2 separate regions of the Mus musculus genome follow, and region 1 is linked to region 2. Evidence: chromatin contacts called from public Hi-C data. All regions are on one chromosome and are shown on one strand. Each heading gives the region's core, a stretch centred on a gene start, on an enhancer-like site or on the middle of the called end of the contact. The rest is flanking DNA. Distances are from core to core; before and after follow the strand shown. Region 1 holds the start of Mtpn (myotrophin). Region 2 holds the start of Wasl (WASP like actin nucleation promoting factor).

Region 1 (2,969 bases), core at 215-2,714, about 11 Mb after region 2:
AATCAACTAAGCAGATCAAATACATGTGAAAAGTCTAAATTATAAGGCATCAAGTGGAGAAAAAACTATCATCCTTGTACAATCCTGTAGTTAAAAACAAACAAACTAACCAACCAATCAACCTGCTTCTGCCTGTTTCCTAAAACAAGTCCTGTGAGGCAGGATGCCACCGCTCACACCTTTTAAGATTTAAAATCTTGACCGCAGGCTCACACTTTTTGAAGAGGACCAAGATGTTCACAGTTGTCACAAAATTCTACTTTCGGAAAATAATAATAATAATAATAATAATAATAATAAAACTATAGAAGTTCTCCTTACAATTACAAAAGGAGCAATTTAAGACCCAAAGGCAGGCCAGGTCAGAACTTTCCAAGTACCTCCAAGTATGGTTTTGAATTTGGGTTTCTTAACCATATCCCAAACATAGCGTGATCAGACTGCAGTACTATTTACTACACACGCGCGCGGACTTCAGATGAAATAATGGAGTACCCCAAGTTAAAAGGCTTTTTGAAAACTACTCCGATTTCCCAACACCCCAGATGCCAAATGGCAACCTTACCACTCGAAGCAAACGATACACACACATACACATATTATGTGGTGGTGGTGGAGAGGAAAAAGGCCACACCCAAGTTAAAGACTTTCAGAGCGAAGTGACACCAAGTTTCAGAAATTTAACTATGGCTATTTTGGGGCAGCTCATTTCACGGGTGACGGATCCTCTGAATCCTCCCCATCTCCACCAGGCCGCACGTTCAGGAAATCGTTCCCGATTCGAACTGCTCGGGTTTCCTTCTCAGGAACCCGGTGCGAGGCCAAGATGGAGAAATGCCTCATTCAAAGATTGCAGTACCCGGGGTATTAGAGGGCCGGCCCGTGCCGATCGAGGGAGACAACCAGGCGCCCGTTACCTGCGGGGCTGGGACAGGCCACAGCCGCCTTAGCAACAACACAGCGGTTACCTGGCACCGAGGAGCCACCCAGATCCAGGCCCTGCGGCGTCCACGAGTCTCCCAAGCTGGCCCAGCTCCCGGTGTCCCCCACGCCCTGGGCTTCACGACCACCCACCCCGCCGCAGCGCAGCATCAGCGCCGCGCATCCCCGCTCACCTTAGCCACATAGTCCTTCACCTCATCCAAGTCTCCGTTTTTCAGGGCCCACATGAACTCCTTGTCGCACATGACTGCAGCGGGGTGGGCCGGCGGGCCGGGCAGGAGCGGCGATTAGGCCCGACGAGGGGACACGAGAAAGCGACGCGCCTCAGGCCGCTGAGCGGGCGAGACTGCGGGTCGCGGCTACGGTTCGGGCGGGAGAAAGTTCTTCTGCAGCCGTTGGGCCCAGCAGAGCAGGTTCCGCCTAGCTGAGGAGAAGCAGGACGCTTACACTTCCGGTTCACGCCCCGCTAGGGCCCGCCTCCCACTTCCTCTTCCTCTTCCTCTCTCCAGAAAGCTCTGCTCGGGACCCCGCCCCGACTGCTTACCTCAGGAGAGCCACTTTTGCGCAGGCGCATTATCCTGGCCGGCCAAGGCAGAGTAGAGGCGTGGTTCCAATGGGCGGGGCCGTGAGGCTGAGTAGAATGTTCCTGGAGGTCAGGAAAATCAGGGGCTGAACCTGGGGAGGTGTTGGATGGGAGTAGGACACTCCAGTTCCACGACAGAGGGGAACGTTAGTTTCCAGGGCTCACTTTCTAATAATTCTAAAAATAACTAATAATAATAATAATAATAATAATAATAATAATAATAATAATAATGTGTTTAGATTCTCTCTCTCTTACTATCCCACTTTAAACTAGTAAAAGAGGAAAAACAAAAAACCAACCCACTCTCAAAACATTTTTATTGAGACTTTCATCTATGCATATAGTATGTTTTGAACAAATTCATTCCTGAATCCCTTCTCCACTTCACCACTACTTTTCCTTCACAACTTTATGTGACCTCTCTTCTTAAAACAAAACCAAAAACAAAAAACCAAAAACCAAATTTTCATTTACGTGTATGATAGTTTTGACAGAATATATACATTTATGTGAACCAATGTGTGCGAGTGCCCGAAGAGGCAAGAGGAAGCATAAAATCTGAGAGAGCTAGAGATACAGACAGCGGTGAGCCTTCATATGGGCCATGCTGGGAACCAAGCCGGGCTCCTCTGCGAGAGCAGCCAGTGCTCTTAACCTCTGAGCCATCTCTGCAGCAGTGCTCGGGTCTTGTGTTGAGCTCTCTGAACCCACTTAGCGCTTCCTGTTGAGTGCATACGTGTGGGACCTACTGGTTTGTTTTACCTTTAGGCATCAAACTCTATTCCTATTCTCATACATCAGTGGCTGGGTGGGGCTCTCTCCCTTGGTCTTTTCTCCTCTCTCTCCCACTACCACTCTTGGCCTTTCTTCTCCCTTTCCTCAACCATGCAGTTTCTTTGGGACATCCACCAGAAGGAAATAAAAAGGAAAGAATAAAACTTTTTTTTTCTCAGAAGGAAATCTTCAACACGTAGTTGAGACAACGGTGTCAGTAGGTTTATTTCTTTTTAATTGCATACGTACGTGCTTGTGTACAGATGCACTGATGTGGGCATGAGTGTGCATACGTGTAAACTCAGAGGACAACTTGTGGGAGAGTACTCTTATGTAGGTCCTAGTGACTGAATTTAGGTCACCATCGGGCTTTGTCACAAGCATCTTTCCTGGTTGAGCCATCTTGCCAACTCAACAACGTGAATTATGTACATTTACTTTCTATGGTGGAAAATACTTAAGTGTGTGATGGCAATTAAAAACTAGGAGCTTTTCCTGACCAACAAATGACCGCTAACAAACATGCGTAGCATCATTAAAAATTTGTGTGGTTTAAGAAGCACTCACTTTTTATTTGATTTGTAGCAAACAGAACTGTTTTTCTGAAGCCAGTTTTGTTCTTAGAATTTGGCTGAAACATCTTAGAATTCAACCACCTGGTGAATTC
Region 2 (3,249 bases), core at 709-3,208:
AGTGGAAAGTACAAAGTAACTGGGCATATAGTTCCAGTTACATTCCTAAATTACTATGTGACTTGGGGCCAAGAGCTCCATTTTCTCATTTGTTTAAAGAACTATAGAGGACAGACTTGGTTCATCTTTAAAGTAAATTTTCTCCCAAACTCTTTTTCTTCTTTTTTTGAACCACTGTTTTCTACTTTAGTCAGTGAACGCAGTGTTCTTTAAAGTCTAAATTTTAGAACAAGAAATACATCTTAAGTCCGATGGAATGATTTGGTTTCCCAAAGTCGATATGAACAGTCAGATCATGAAGTTAACAATTAATCTGGTAACTTTCCAGAAACTGTCTCCTCTTAACTTCTTCAGCAGGTGTAGTCTGATTCTGACATCTCCAACATTGCCAAGGGAGGATATGAAATGGTTCAGCTCGGCTGAAACTTCTCTGGGTGTTTCCTGGGTTCCAGAGGCACAGGCTCTGTGAGAGCTAGCAAACACGGCAGAAAGGGAGCCGGCTAGCATTCCAACAATCCCCCTTTCAACTCAGTCACCTCAGGAAGATCAAGATAAGGCCTTCACCCAGAGAACCTCCCCACCCCAGAAAGGCCTGCAGCCAACGTAATGAATGCTTCCGTCAATAACACCCATTCCCCTTCCCACAGAACTGCTTGCTCCCAATCCGCCATCTGGGGTTGGAATGGGCCTCCTCACAGCACCAAACTCAGAACCACTTTTGATCCCAAAGGCCGTGAGCTATTAGAAACTGTCGCTTCCCTACGCATGGCTTGGGAGCGAACAGCACCCTACACCCCACCCCACAACGCCAGGGAGGAAAAGAAAAACCCACAGTGGGGCGGAGAGCAGAAACTAGGCCTAGTTTCTGCTGGAGAAATAAACCCCGTTTTTGTTTTTTTGTTTTTGTTTTTTGCAATTGGGAGCAGGCGCATTTCCTGCCCTTGCTCTGATCCTAAGTGTCCATGAACCTGCACTGCACTTTATTCTCTCCCGGAATCCTTAAGGCGGACCGAAAATCCAATTCGCTTCTTTCCCCATCTATTCATTCCTAAAACCTCTAGCATTGTTAAAGAAGATAACCCAGATCCAGAAGTGGGAAGTGAAGCAAGGGCCAATGCTGGGATCCTGTCCTGAGATCTTAAGCTGCTGATGCACGAACAAAATCCCCTTGTGGTCTAGAGTAAAGTTTGAACCTGCAGCAAGGGCACGGACCCGGCCCGGCCCGGCGGACCTGGGCTACTGGGCAGGCCTATGGAGGTGACACTCCCTTGTTCTCCAGCAGCTGGGGGAGGTGGCTCCGGGCCGGGCAGGCCTGCACCCGGAGAGCTGGGTGAGGGGAGCCCCAGGGCCCGGGAGGCTGGAGGCCTGGCCCGCAGCAGCACCCCAGCCGTGCCGAGCCTGCCCCCCTTCTCCCTCCTACCCTTGAGTCCCGTTCCCCCCCAGCCCGAACCCGCCAGTAGACGTTGGGGGGTGGCGACAGGGGGGTCTCGGCTACTGACCACACATTTCTTGCCGAGGAAGGAGAAGAGAGACTCGTTCTCTTGCGGGGTGAGCAGCAGGGAGCCCACGTTGGTGACCCTCCGCGGGGGCTGCTGGCCCGAGCTCATGGTGTCGCCGGTGGGGTGGAGCGTCCAGGGTCGTCACTTCTGGCGGCGGGCGAGCACTCGGGTCCCACTCTGGGTGACAGGGGCGCGAGCCGGCGGTCACAGCCGCAGCATCCCGTCGTCGCTCCTCCGGCGCGCGGAGGCCGAGGGAAGGAGATGACGGCGGGCGCCCTCGGGCCGCGCGCCGACAGGGAAGCTCCGGGCTCCCGCCCTGCTCAGCTCCGGCTGGATGGTCGTTGTCCTAGCACTCCGGCGGCTGCGCTAAACTCCCTACTCCTCCAGTCCTCTGGCGGCGGCGGCGGCAGCGGCGGCGGCGGCAGCCGCACAATCCAACATGGCAGCGGGGGCGGGCGAGACCACGGGACGCGGGACGCGGGGGAGAGCGCCGGAAACTCGGCAAGGCGGGACACCCCCTCGGTTGCTGCGTGCCGGGGCGTGTCCTACCCAGGCCCCGCCCCTTCCGGAAGCGGCAAGGCTCATCCCGGTTGAGGTCTTGTTGCAGGCTAGTCGCCCCCACCAATGACCACCGCGCGCGTGCGCAGACTCAGAGCGAGGCAGGGCTGGCGGGTCTCCTACACTGACTGCCGAGCCGGACGCCCCCTTGCAGCAGCGCCCACCTTTGCGGAGCGTCGGGTCCGCGTAGCCAGTGTTTGTTAGGCATCGAAGCGAGACTCTCAGGCCGCCTGTCAGGGAGATCTAGTTTAGCTGGAGAGAAAGGTCGGCCGGCGTAGTTTCGGTCAGAGCCGCAGGTGCCTCGGGTTTCTGGATCTTAGTCCCGGCCGCCAACGGGGCGTGGAGGGACATTGCTAAGATCAGGATAGACATCTTCAGAGATGTCAAAAACAGAATCGCAAAAGGCGTCCACCACCCGCCTGGCGGATCTCGTGGGATAGGTGTGTGTAGTTTTTTCCTTGCCTTGTGAATTGGAAACTACCCCTCTCAATCTTTCTCTATCTCAAGTTGGAAGCACCTTGTCTCTTTAATTCAGGATGAATGCACGCGTTTGGGAATGTCGTGTAGGAATACACCTTACCTCTTTTTTCCTTACGAGTTAATTTCATGGCTCTGTATTCTAGGTGCAGGGACCTAGGGCCTGGTGCATACTCAGCCAGCTGAGCAATATTCCCAGCAGAAGTAAATAATGAGAATTCATTACTGTGTTTCATAATATTAAAGGTTAGTATAAAATCATTGGTTGAAAACTAAAAAGCTTTAATTTAAAAAAATTGGAATATAGAGATGATAAACCAGATTACAGCGAATTCTATAAAATGTACATCCTACTATTAACATTAATCATACAACGTATCACATAAGTTGTACTAACGATGTTTGCTAATTACCTAGTTCTAATTAAACAGTTGCATATTCAACTTTTATGACAAACTCTGGTAAATTTCTGATAGCTCTCAATACATTGATAAACTATTACCGACGAACTGAAAACAAAGCTGTAAAGCTGCCTATAATGCACATAATGAAATTGGGTGATGAAGAGCAAGCCTACAACAGAGGATGTGCGAATATACTCTTAGGAGTTCTCACATAGTATATGGATATCTCAAATTATGTTAATGTTAACGGAAAAGATAATCTTTAAAAGTGGCAAAACTTTTTAAAATAGTAGGTTTGTGAAAGGCACCAT

Evidence for each region. A called contact is a pair of places that touch in the nucleus more often than the background predicts.
Region 1: a Hi-C map of rod photoreceptor shows a contact between it and region 2, with 15 times the contacts expected there. The contact joins the promoter of Mtpn here to the promoter of Wasl in region 2. A contact is called at or near these places in 1 of 39 promoter capture datasets (pre-B cells) and 1 of 484 Hi-C or Micro-C datasets (rod photoreceptor).

Annotation. Positions count from the first base shown.
Region 1 is chr6:35,538,424-35,541,392 of GRCm38.p6, forward strand. Mtpn (myotrophin) reads right to left here and starts at 1,465. Exons shown (of 4, transcript NM_008098.4): 1 at 1,116-1,465. The coding sequence starts at 1,187.
Region 2 is chr6:24,663,037-24,666,285 of GRCm38.p6, forward strand. Wasl (WASP like actin nucleation promoting factor) reads right to left here and starts at 1,959. Exons shown (of 11, transcript NM_028459.2): 1 at 1,500-1,959. The coding sequence starts at 1,607.